Regions from separate parts of the Pan troglodytes genome. Here region 1 is linked to region 2. The links are chromatin contacts, called in public capture Hi-C maps. All regions are on one chromosome and are shown on one strand. Each heading gives the region's core, a stretch centred on a gene start, on an enhancer-like site or on the middle of the called end of the contact. The rest is flanking DNA. Distances are from core to core; before and after follow the strand shown. Region 1 overlaps HDAC7 (histone deacetylase 7). Region 2 has its middle 16 kb from the start of HDAC7.

Region 1 (3,272 bases), core at 334-2,833, 45 kb after region 2:
TTGGGGGTTTCCTAGGAATTCTTTTCCCTCCTGCTGCCCCTTGGTAGCCTCTCTGGGTTCATGACACGTGTGTGAGATGCTGTACGTTAGGCCTCATGCTTTGCTCTGAGCACTTGAGGGCCTGGTGCTGGGCCCTCGAGAGCTGGGCCACCCAGCAGTCGTGTCCGCATGTGGGAAGGCCGTGGCTCTGTGGCAGCCATGTTGGCTGGAGCTGTGTTGATGTGTTGGCTGCTGCCACCTGGGGAAGTGTCTGGGCGTGTGTGGACAGGTGTGAGGGGCTGGGGCTGGGGTAGGGGCAGGATGAAATGCAGGCCTGTGTGGGTGTGAGGGGTGTGTACCCGCCCGGCTCCATGTGGGTGCCTGCTGTGGCGGTGCTGGCGTGTTCTCTGCAGCCAAGGCCATGGGGCGTGAGGACTCCCTGGGTCCCCGCTCTGACCCTTGCTCCTGCAGGGCTGATCTATGACTCGGTCATGCTGAAGCACCAGTGCTCCTGCGGTGACAACAGCAGGCACCCGGAGCACGCCGGCCGCATCCAGAGCATCTGGTCCCGGCTGCAGGAGCGGGGGCTCCGGAGCCAGTGTGAGGTGAGGAGGCGCGGGTGGGGCCCGAGGAATGGGTGGAGGGAGGAGTCGTGGGAGGGGAGGGGTGGGGGGCCCTGGGGCCCATGAGAGATGAGGGGCACATGGGGTGGTGGTGATGGGAGGGAAGGGGCGAGCATGAGCTCAGAGCTCTGTGGTCCCCTTTTCAGTGTCTCCGAGGCCGGAAGGCCTCCCTGGAAGAGCTGCAGTCGGTCCACTCTGAGCGGCACGTGCTCCTCTACGGCACCAACCCGCTCAGCCGCCTCAAACTGGACAACGGGAAGCTGGCAGGTAATGGCCTAGTGGCCCTGTCTCCCCATGCCAGCTTACCTCACCCAGCTCCCATGCACTCCTGTCTCGGCTCTGCCCGCCCAGCCAGCCTCCTCCTGCACCCTGGACGTCCCTACTCCAGCTTGCTGCCGAGCCCCTCCTCAGCCCACCTCCACCTCTCCCTTCCATATTTCTCTCCCCCAATACTCACCCGGCCCTGCTGTCTGGGCTCCCTGCTCCCTGTTGGGCCAAAGGCTGAGAGTATTCACGCTGACGTGGGCTGGGCCTCTCCCCGCAGGGCTCCTGGCACAGCGGATGTTTGTGATGCTGCCCTGTGGTGGGGTTGGGGTAAGTGTGCCCAGGGGTCTCAGGGGGGCGTTGCCAGGGCTCTCAGCTCTCCTCCCTGTGGTTCTCCCAGGCCCAGCCCCTGCAGAACCTCTGCTTGTTGTGGTTCTGCCAGACAGGGTGAGCCAGGGACTTCCTGAGGTGCCCCCTGCAGCAGGAAGCTCCTTTTGGACAGGCGTGTCTCGGACCCACAGTCTCCCCCGAATGCGGAGTCCAGCCTAAGCCTTGCCCCTAGAAGGTGTCTGGTAGATGTTGAGTGAGGTTTCAGGAGCAGGGCCAAGGCTGGGGCTTAGGATCATCTCTCCCTTCAAAGACCCCCATGACTGGGCATTGGCCGTCAGGCTGCTCTGTCTGCTCTTAAGTGGCAAGTTGGGGTACCTCAGCCTGGTCCCCAGACCTTGGGCTGCCTGGTGTGACATCACGGTGGTGCTTCCAGTGTCCTTGGCGATCCCAGCACTCCCTACTCCGGGACACAGCCCCAAACTCCGCTCGCGAGCTTTGCTTCCTAAGTCCTCACCCCTTTGTGAAGGGAGCTTCCCGCTCCCTCTGGCTCAGCTCTCCTCGCCTAACACTATCCCTGCAGTAGTTTCTCAAGCAAGGTGTGTAGAGGCAGGGGATGGAGGCCTCATTCCGGAGGGAAAGTGGGAGCTGTAGCTGGTGGGGGACTTTGGGAGCCAGTCAGTGCCCTATTCACAACTTCCCATTTCTTGCCACTTTCTGGTTTTTCCAACTGTTGTTGCTTCTGTTTTCTCCTCCCTCCTCTCCCTCTCTGTCTTTCTCTCTCTCTCTCTTTCTCCAGCCTCTTGCGACTCTCTCTGCCTTCCTCGCCTCTCTTGGTCTGCCTCGCCCTCCCCATCTCCCCATCATGCCCCCCGGCCCCTCCCTAGCCTTGAGGCCCAGGGACTGGGTTTGGGGGGCCTCCCAGCCTGGGCTAGGGGCCCTGAGTGGAAGACAGTGGTGCAGACGGCCCCTCCAGCTCCGACCGTCCCGCAGGGCCTGAGCAGAGTCAGCTGGGGCTTAAAACCCCCTCCCGGCCCAAACCCCAAGTCCCGCCCAGGTAACGCCATGCCCCCTCCCCTGACCGGGGAGGCAGGCGTGATGCTGCCAGCAGAGTGCTGGCCAGATAATGGGCTGGTGCTGGGACTTAAGCTGGGAAAAAGTCATGCTGGGATTGGGGGACACAGGAGGCCTTGCCTTTGGGCGGTGGGGCACTGGGGAGGCAGCACTGTCTGCCCAGCTCCCTGCCCCTGGGGTCCTGGCCGTGGGGTGGGGACCACCCCCTTGGGCCCTGGCTCCTGTGTGAAGCCTTGGATGATGCGGGCCCTGACTCTGGCTCCCGCAGGTGGACACTGACACCATCTGGAATGAGCTGCATTCCTCCAATGCAGCCCGCTGGGCCGCTGGCAGTGTCACTGACCTCGCCTTCAAAGTGGCTTCTCGTGAGCTAAAGGTAGGAGGTTTGGGTTGAAGGTGGACACACCACAAAGGAGGCAGCAGAGTGGGGTAGTGGGGAATCCAGGCCCAGAACCCCAGGCATCGCATTCCTCTTAGAGATTGCTACGGGGTTTTGGAGGGGAAATTGAGGGCTCTGGGAACCAGGTTGAGATTGGAACTCTTGGGGTACGTTCAGGCAGCTGTGGGTCAGAGCTGTCTGTTGATTGACAAGCATTCTTTCTTTTTCCAGAATGGTTTCGCTGTGGTGCGGCCCCCAGGACACCATGCAGATCATTCAACAGCCATGTAAGGCTAAGGGAAGACCTGGGTGGGATGAGGTGGGGGGCAAGCCCCCAGGAACTTCCTTCAGGGACATTCTCTCTTCTTCCCTGAGCTTTCTCAGGCTGGGCCAACCCAGGGGCCTGGGGAGGTGAGGGCATGTGGAGAGAATGGGCTGGCAGGACCTGTCTCTCCTTCCAGGGGCTTCTGCTTCTTCAACTCAGTGGCCATCGCCTGCCGGCAGCTGCAACAGCAGAGCAAGGCCAGCAAGATCCTCATTGTAGACTGGGTAGGTGCCTGTCCGTAGCACCCTCCAATTCGAGAGCCCTGGGGGAAAAGCCCTGAGCCTGATGTTAGAGATGTGGC
Region 2 (3,313 bases), core at 749-3,248:
CCAGCCGAAAGCTGCCTGGGGAGAAAAGTGTGGGAAAGAGGTGGGAAGATAGGAATATAAATCTGAAATGCATGGAACTCTAGTGACTACTGTCCCCAACTTCTTTCAGTCATGTTCTTTATTTGTCAATGTCAATCCTTCAACAATCACCAACACCTGGACTTCACTACATGCGTATTTACTGACCTATAATTAATGTCAGTATTCTCTGGCAAGGGGTGGCTTATGCCCAGAGAAAAGGGAATCAAGACAAGTTTCAAGAATCGGGTTTGATCGATTCATTTATCCCCATGTTTGTTGGAACCCTGCTTCTCTGATGAGGTATAAACCCCACCATGATCTCTTCAGTGTCATTTGTCTTTGTTCCAGACATTGAAACTCAACCGACCACCGTGTCTGGGTACGTGCAGTTCTCCGAACGTGCAGCTCTGTGGCTTGCCTCTAAACCAGAGTTTCTCAAGCATTTGGGTCCTGGCATCCTTTTACTCTCTTAAAAAGAAGGACCCCAAAGAACTTTTGTGTGTGTGGGTTAGATTCATCAATATGTACCATTAGAAATTAAAACAGACATTTTTAAAGTGTACTCTTTAAATGTGGCAATAATGAATCTATTAAAAGTTAGAACAAATAACACATTTTTTTCTTTAAAATAACCAGTTTCCAAAGTAAAACTAATTTAATGACAAGACAGTATTGTTTCACAGTTTTGCAAATCTCTTTAATGTCTGGTTTAGTAGAAGGCAGCCAGATTCTCATATTGGCTTCTGCATTCAACCTGTTATGATATCATGTGTCAAGAAGCCTCCGGAAAACTCCACTGTACACTTGTGAGAAAATGAGAGTCAAAAAGGCTAATAATGTCCCTGCTAGAAAATGAAATGCAAACAGACTTATGCAAATTTAAACACCTTCCTTTCAGCTTCAGAACCTGTGAAGTTAATTCCATGTGGCTTCAGAAGCTTCATACTAACTCCTCTCCCTAAAGTGTCTGCCACATCCCCCTCATTCTGTACTTGGCTAATTCGTGTGTGTGTGTGTGTGTGTGTGTGTGTATGTGTGAAAGAGAAGGACAGAAAGAGAGAGATGGTCTCTCTGTGGCCTAGGCCGGAGTGCATGATCATAGCTCACTGCAGACTCAAACTCCTGGGCTCAAGCAATCCTCTCATCTCAGCCTCCTGAGCAGCTGGGACCACTGGCACACTCAGCTAATTTTTTTGTGTTTTGTAAAGACGAGGTCTCTCTATGTTGCCTAGGCTAGTCCTGAACTCCTGACTTGAAGCAAACCCCCTCCCTTCCTCCCAAGCCTTGGCCTCTCAAAGTGCTGGGGTTACAGGTGTGAGCCACCGTGCCTGGCCACCAATTTGTTTTTGACTAAATGCAGAATGTAGCGTTTGTCCCTCTTTATATTTATCTGATTTGATTATCCCACACTGGCCTGCTCAATGTTTTGAATCCTCATTTTGTCATCCAGTATTCTCACCATCCCTCCTGCTCTTGCATCTTCCAAAACCTAGGTCTGCAGACCATATTCAGAGTTGACTGAGACAGAGCCAAAGACTGTGCCCTCTTGCAGGTTAACATGAGCACATGAACCAGAAGCTCTTTGGTTCAGTTGTTCAAGACCTCACCGATAAGGAAGGGAAGCGGGTGGGTAACGAGAGATTGAGCCTCAGGTGAGGGGAGTCATTGGAAAGACTCAGGTACCACAGGAATGCGGGGAACTTGTCAATGCTGCCACAGCCCCTCCCTCCTCAGGACTCAACAGCCTCACTCCAAGTCTGAACAGACTCTAAGAATTAGACAGATCTGAGCCAAGGGTCACAGATCCAGGGTTATTTGATCTAGGGGATGCACGAGGGGTGGATCAAGTATCAAATTTCAAGCTGGGTTGTTCTGCAAATTGTCTGAGCTGGACTCTGGGAAGGAAGGCATGGCCTCCTAGATACTGGTTGCTGAGAGGAGGAAGGCAGGAAGAAGCTCCCGTGAGCTCCTGGGGGTAGTGGGCAGAGCTCCCCTTAGACCTCCAGACCTTGGTGGTGAAAGGAGAAGTCACACATAGCCTGGTCAACAGCCCTTATTTAGCTCCGTAGGGCCTCCCCGCTGCACTCTTCACTTGCACTCAGAAGCCTACTGGGCCTCTGGAAAGGCCCATGCCACCCTGACCCAATCCCAAATCCTGGCTGGACATGGTGGCTCATGCCTGTAATCCCAACACTTTGGGAGGCCGGGGCGGGAGGATTACTTGAGGCCAGGATTTCAAGACCAGCCTGGGCAACATAGAGAGGCGGCATCTCTACAAACAAATTTTAAAAATAAATTAGCTGGGCCTGGTGGCATGTGCCTGTAGTCCTAGCTACCTGGGGGGCCAAGGTGGGAGGACTGCCTGAGCTCCGGAGGTTGAGTCTGCAATGAGCCATGATCGCACCACTGCACTCTAGCCTGGGCAATAGAGCGAGAGCCTATGTCAAAAAACAACAAAAACAAAATAATCCTGCGGACACCTGTGAACATCTGTGGCAGCCGGCATGGGGCTAGGGCCAAAGTGAGGGCAGGTGCCCCAACTTTGTCAACTCCTGACTACCATTTCCCCATTTGCCTACTAGGCTGGCCAGATAGATCAAGCGGCCTATCAGAAAGGGCTTGGTCCCCTAAGCCACTGGCCCAGCCTGGCAAGGACTGTGAGCCCCAGGTTAAGCGTGTAGGGGAAATGCTCCTGGTATCCTTTCTGCTTCCTCCACTTCCCCTAGCCCCACTGATTTACATGTCTTTCCCTCTCCTACCCAGGAGCCCCCGGAGAGGGACAGGGAGGGGATTGTGGAGGCCCTGGGTGATAAAGTAGGGATGGGGGAGAAGTGATAAAGGGGGTGGGGGAGAAGCCAGCTGCACTTCCTCCCTGATAGGGACCCCACCCCAAGAGGCTCCTGCCTCTGCTGTGTTCACAGGAAGGACTGGAGGTGGTAGAGGAGTGGATGGGGAGGGCGGTGGGCAGGATATCAGTGGCTTCTGCAATCCTTTGCCTTGGAAGATGACAGTTCATTATTTTGTCCTTCGGTTGTTCATTCATCAGCAAATACTTACCACACTCCTCCTACCACCGCTGGCAGAGCTCTGGGCTGGGAGGGCCAAGGAGGCAGATTGAGCTCAGTAGCTCTGCTGGTCTCCCCTCCACCCCACTCTTCAGCCTTGAGGGAGGCAATGAGTGAATAAGAGATGAACTTTAACAGCAGGTCATTGGAATCCTGATAGTGTCTCTTACTGACTGTGTAACCTTGGGGAAAATGTGTGAGCTCTCTGATCTTCAGCTTTCTCATCT

The links. Capture Hi-C pulls out chosen DNA fragments and counts their contacts.
Region 1: a contact with region 2 is called in a capture Hi-C map of stem cell-derived neural stem cells, with 4 times the contacts expected there. The contact joins two enhancer-like sites. A contact is called at or near these places in 3 of 7 Hi-C or Micro-C datasets (blood, induced pluripotent stem cells and stem cell-derived neural progenitor cells) and 1 of 1 other capture datasets (stem cell-derived neural stem cells).

The regions. Positions count from the first base shown.
Region 1 is chr10:48,062,663-48,065,934 of NHGRI_mPanTro3-v2.0_pri, forward strand. HDAC7 (histone deacetylase 7) reads left to right here. Exons shown (of 27, transcript XM_063785704.1): 15 at 451-584; 16 at 749-869; 17 at 1,147-1,196; 18 at 2,536-2,643; 19 at 2,878-2,933; 20 at 3,108-3,195. Among named protein-coding and RNA genes, the nearest start is that of SLC48A1, 18 kb to the right of the region's middle. Within about 2 kb of position 1,584, at least 1 of the 24 cell types and tissues checked has an H3K27ac peak or open chromatin away from gene starts, as enhancers often do. A contact at or near this core is called in stem cell-derived neural stem cells, where this site is marked.
Region 2 is chr10:48,017,358-48,020,670 of NHGRI_mPanTro3-v2.0_pri, forward strand. No RefSeq gene overlaps it. Among named protein-coding and RNA genes, the nearest start is that of HDAC7, 16 kb to the right of the region's middle. Within about 2 kb of position 1,999, at least 1 of the 24 cell types and tissues checked has an H3K27ac peak or open chromatin away from gene starts, as enhancers often do. A contact at or near this core is called in stem cell-derived neural stem cells, where this site is marked.